2 separate regions of the Triticum aestivum genome follow, and region 2 is linked to region 1. A link is a contact called in public Hi-C data. All regions are on one chromosome and are shown on one strand. The core of a region is the stretch at or near the end of the contact, and the rest is flanking DNA. Distances in the headings are between cores, read along the strand shown. Region 1 holds the start of LOC123096693 (PRA1 family protein B2). Region 2 holds the start of LOC123096699 (aquaporin SIP1-1).

What was found. A called contact is a pair of places that touch in the nucleus more often than the background predicts.
Region 2: a contact with region 1 is called in a Hi-C map of leaf, with 3 times the contacts expected there. The contact joins the promoter of LOC123096699 here to the promoter of LOC123096693 in region 1. A contact is called at or near these places in 2 of 5 Hi-C or Micro-C datasets (both in leaf).

The regions. Positions count from the first base shown.
Region 1 is chr4D:118,814,316-118,817,039 of IWGSC CS RefSeq v2.1, reverse strand. LOC123096693 (PRA1 family protein B2) reads right to left here and starts at 1,414. Exons shown (of 1, transcript XM_044518447.1): 1 at 143-1,414. The coding sequence starts at 1,219. The coding sequence ends at 536.
Region 2 is chr4D:119,461,218-119,463,941 of IWGSC CS RefSeq v2.1, reverse strand. It overlaps LOC123096699 (aquaporin SIP1-1), which reads right to left and starts at 1,364. Exons shown (of 3, transcript XM_044518451.1): 1 at 863-1,364; 2 at 505-777. The coding sequence starts at 1,168.

The DNA of each region.
Region 1 (2,724 bases), core at 165-2,664:
AGAATAAACAGGGCACTCCAATAAGGATAAGATACATTAGCATAGAAAGAAGAACTCTACTATGATAGAAAATGAATCACCTAGACCCAAGATCCTCCACGCCAGAATCAAGATCATACGTGAAACCACATTGATCAATCTCTTGAAAAGAAATGGTGTAATTAACCATCATATATTTCATTTCATGCTAAGACGAGGAGCAGCAATTTATTTTGTTCTGTATGCTAGTAACAAGGAGATACATATCATATGAATATCAATACTAATAAGCTCAACTTTGTCATCATACAGCAATATCAAATGCAAAATGAAACAAAACTAGATCCCAAGGTTCCTTTTTATGTGTATATCCTCTGTTTGTAGTATAACTCCAATGCATCCTCTTCTAAATCTCCTCCTCACGCTCCTAAAGGCAACGCGTAGTATGATCTTAAACAAGTAGAAGTATTTCGTTTCTGAAAAAACGAATCAACCAGCCAGACTTTACTTGTCTCTTCCGAGTAGCAGATCAGAGAGCTGAGGACAGGAGGCTGGCTCAGACGCGTCCTCCTCCTCCGGCAGCGCCGTTGATGAAGGAGAGGAGGTTGAGGGTGGCGGCGTTTCCTACGATGCCCTGGTCGGGTACCTCGTCGAGGAAGAGGTCCTCGGGGACGCGGAAGGCCCCGTGCGCGCAGACGACGGCGGCGCCGAGCGCCAGCGCGGAGAAGATGATCCCACCGACAGACGTGAGGAAGACGACAAAGACGGAGGCGGCGATGAGGCCCCCGAGCGTCTCCCTGTCGGAGAAGGTGCGGCCGAAGGCGTTGAGCGGGGCGGCGTCGGCGGGGCGGAGGAGGTAGAGGAAGCACCAGGCAGCGAGGAGCGCGAGGAGGGCGGCGAGGGAGAAGGGGTGCGCGAGGAGGGAGACGGCGAGGGAGAGCGCGACGAGCGCGGCGTAGTTGACGCGGAAGTAGGCGAGGTTCTTGCGGAGGCGGGCGGTGGCGTCGGAGAGGGAGTCCGGGCGCGAGAGCGCGGCGCGGTCCAGGAGCTCGGGCCAGGGGCGGGCGCCCGAGAGGGAGCGCTTGGCGGAGTCGTAGAGGCGGCCCAGGAAGGCGCGCGTGGCGGCCGGGTCCGGGGAGGCGATGGAGGTGGCGGCGGCGTCCGGGGCGGCGGGGAGGACGGTGGCGGGCGCGGCGGCCGGGACGGTGGTGGGGAGGAGGGGCGGCGCTGCCGAGGCCATGGCGGATTCGGGGTGGCGCTCGGCGAGATCTCTTTCTTCCTCCCTTTGCTCTCTCGCGCGCGATTTGGATCTGGGGAAGTGAGGAGGAGGATGCGAATGGAAGTGGAGATGGATGGTTTTCTATTGGAGAATTGGTGGCTGGTTGGTTTCTTAGCACCGACGCACCACCCCACCCCGGGGGATGCGACGGGTCAACGGTTTGGGACGGCTGCACCCATTTTTCCGGTACTTCTTTTTCCCCTTCGCATACACTACCAGTGAAGAAACCGTGTCGGTTTTCCCTCCGGAAAAAAAACCGTGTCGGTGGGATGAACGGAACCCCTTTACGAGCACAAAAACCGCCACCTGGTGCTACTGCAGACAAAGTTAGGTAGGAGTGTTGTAGATGAAGATGCAATGTTGCGATCCAGCCTAGTACTACAAGGAGGAAATGAAACACCTACTACATGGAGATGAAGCAGAGCTTTCTTTGTTAGGCGTGGAAAACATGGCACACCATCGTTGGCTGTGATGCACCCATCCTTCTTCCTTCCCAACTCACAACTACTCCCTCCGCCCGGGTTTATTAGGCCTAAAGACAACTTATCTGAGATCAAGACACATAATAATTTGCTCACATTAATTCTTTCATTTCACTTTCAATGCACTCTTTCACAAGCATGCAGCCAATGAAAAAGCACGCATGAAGTGTATTAATTTTCCGGCCATGGCACCAACAACAATGGCTTTCAATGCAACCAATGAAATGGTTGCATGCATGCACCTTTTCAAAGCGGGGCCTTATAAAAAGGGACATGCTTGTGATGCTGAGAGGCTTAGGGGGTGTTTGGTTCAGGGACTTTTTAGTCCCAGAGACTAGAAAAAGTCCCTAGGAACCAAACGGGAGGGACTTTTTCTACAGGGACTAGAAAAAGACTCTACTAGAGAGTCTTTTTTGATTAGTCCCTGGGACTAGAAAAAGTCCTAAGACTTCTGAACCAAACACCCCCTAAGATAAACCCGGACGAAGGGAGTAGGTACAAGGAAACAGACAACTCACCTGCATTTCTTCGATTCCGAAAAATGAGATAAAGCTTGCAAACATTTTGAAGAACCCACCAGATGTGTCGAATGGGCCTACCAAACCCAAAAATCACGATGAGAACTTTCGTTCTTAAGTTCGAACTTGGTGCTGCCTGCTAATGATGAATGAACCGTGGTCGAGGCAGCTTGACTTGGGAATGGACTGGACAGCTTTGATTCCGGGATAGAAGCAATCCCAGCACTCAGCTTCTTGCTGATACCAGTCTGACGGAAACCAGCTCGCCATAAGCGGCAGCCTCCTGGCTACCTCCAATTGCCAAAGGCACTGAAAAAGTGCAACCGGTATTTCTGTTGAAGCAGTGTAACAAGAATAATCAATTACCAAGAAAGCTTCATAACCGAGCTACAACATGATGGCATGACTTCATACACCATTTTCATAAGTAGCTTTGCTGAAATTACCATCATTCATTCCTTTACGG
Region 2 (2,724 bases), core at 115-2,614, 650 kb before region 1:
TTCCTTGCATATTTGTCTCATTTACCCCTCCCTAAATTTCCAACACTATATAGCGGTATTATCATTTCCAACCCCCATCCAGTTATTTATGGCTCGGTAATGTACAGATTACTAGATTAGATTACAGTTATCTACAAAGCATCCAAGTTGGTTAACTGGAAGGGCCTAGTGTTTGCATGATCGTGTTCCTAATAAGCAGAATAATCATGCGTTCAGAACTACTCCCTCTGTACTGTAATATTTGTGGCTGGAGCAGCTGAACTTCAGCTACTCCAGCAACAAGTATTACGGTACAGAGGGAGTATATAGGATTTGACATGCCAAAATGGAGACATTTGCATCACTAAACCAGTCAGTAGTCCGTCAATATATTAAAAAAACAATAAATCGGCTGGGGCATTCGAACTGAGCTCAGTTCAGTATCCGGGGTTGCAGTTCCATGGATAAAATTGGCAGTCAAATGAAAGGAAAGAAAAAAGGAGCAACTGAGTGAGCGTAGCATACATTGGCAGGGTTCATGGAGGGGCCGGTGTATGCGGCGCCGGTGAGGACGAGGCTGACGGTGGAGACGGAGAGCATGGCTGTCTTGACGATGGGGTTGCGGGGTCCCTTGACGATGATGCAGAGGACGGCAAAGGTGATGGCGAAGGTGAGCACCCCTTCAGCGACGGCGCCGGTGTGGGGATCCACCTTGAGCGAGGGTCCGCCGAGCATGTGCTTGTACTGCTCCGGCATCAGCTCGGAGATGGCCAGAGCTCCGCCCACGGCTCCGGCGGCCTAGCAAGACAGATTCAGATTCGCGGTGCTGATTGGTCTGATTTAGTTTGGCGAGGGAAGAAGAAGTGTGAAATCAGTGACAGACCTGCGCTGGTAGGCGGAGCGCGATGGAGAAGAGCGAGGGGCTGGTGAGGCCCGCGGCGTAGAAGGCGGCGACGCCGGTGGGGTTGAAGCTGGCGCCGCCGAGGGCGTCGCAGAGGAGGTTGAAGGCGAAGAGGAGGAGGGCGAGGATGGAGACGGTGACGAGGAGGGCGTAGTGGATCCCCTCGTGCAGGCTGAGGTAGGTGGTGACGGCGGCCGTGGAGGCGCCGAGCGTCGAGACGCAGAGCACCCAGAGGAAGGTCACGACGCCGTCCGCCGCCGCCTCCCGCACAGCCGCTCCCATCGCCATCCGAGCGCTCCTTCCGTGCTTGCTTCCCTCACTCCGTCGTCGCTGCTGGCAGTGATTGGTGGTGGGTTGGGTGGATGTATGTATGGGTATGGCTTGGCACACAGCACAAGAGAAAGAGAAAGAGAAAAGAAGAGAAGAAGATTGGAGGGAGGGAGCACGCCCTCCGTCCCTCTCGCCTAACAACCCAACGCCAACAGAACCCCGAAGATACTGCTATGTTATTATCCTATTGAAAACTTGGATGCTTGCGAAATTCAGCAAGAGATCTTGACATATCCATTTAGAATCGTGTACCAGACGCTAGGAAACCGGAGTACTCCTGTTTACTTGCGGCTAATAACTTTGCGGTCACCCATGCGCGGTTGGATTACGATCAACTTTGGATGTCTCTATCCTCAAAAGCAAAAAAAAAAAAAAAAAAATGGATGTCTCTGAAGTTCAAAAGATATTTATACCGTACGTACTTTATTAGAACTAGCAAAGGAGCCCAATAGGCCCGCGTGCTTTATTTCAACATCTTATCAGTCTTGTTGATTACACTTCTTCCCACCCTTGTGATGAACATGCATGGTTATAGATGGGTTCTTTCGTCTTCAATTTGTTTTTGTTGAGGAGTTTACTTTTAATTTGGATCGGCACCGGTACGAAAGGAAGACGGTCGTGTGATACCGATTAACATTGCATCCTAAACAACATTTTAAAAATTATTAACATGTGAAACAACATTGATTCTACACAGTTTTCTAATCAATTTTTATATATAACATGTTAAAATTGGAGTTAGATTTAAATATATGAATATTTTGTAAAGCATTTGAATCTGTCACTAAACAACACTTAAAATAATCTGTAACTCGGATGCAAATGATTTACATATGAAAGTTGTTGAGAAAAATATGAAGAATCTGAATATGCCCCACATACCTGTTAGACCCCTCTAACATAATGAACCTGGGAGAACATTTCTAGATGTTCTTCAAATGTTCTTCCTCTTCTTTTAAAAATGTTTAGTGATGCATTAGAGCATATCATCAACACGCATTGCCATGACATGCAAATGTGTTGCATTTGTATGCCCGTTATTTATCTGCCCCCCTCCTCTATTCTTTCAGTAAACTCCAAGATTGCCGCTGCCCTCGAGTACGACTACGTCGATGACGACCCATCCTTCTCAGCAGAGCTTCCAAGCAAGCAAACGCCCCCCTTGATCATTCTGATATCGCCTATTCTTTCTCTCTACTTCTTGCATTAGAGAGTCGGAGTTCAGTTGGTGTCTTATCGGTATATCCTATTATGTTGCATAGCCTATTTTTGATAAACTGTTGTTCATACTTTACTAGTCATCCTATATGCTTACTACAGATATGCTAGAGTCTCATAAGTGGCCCTACACTCTTGTCCATTTGCCATGCTATACTATCGTTTTGTGATCCCTTCGGGCAATGACCACAGATATAAGTCGGGTTGGCTCGGAGAGCACCCGCGAGTGATTCATTCTGGTGGCTGACTGTTAGCAGTATCACCCAGGATGTGGTGGTAGCTCAGGATCTGTCCCG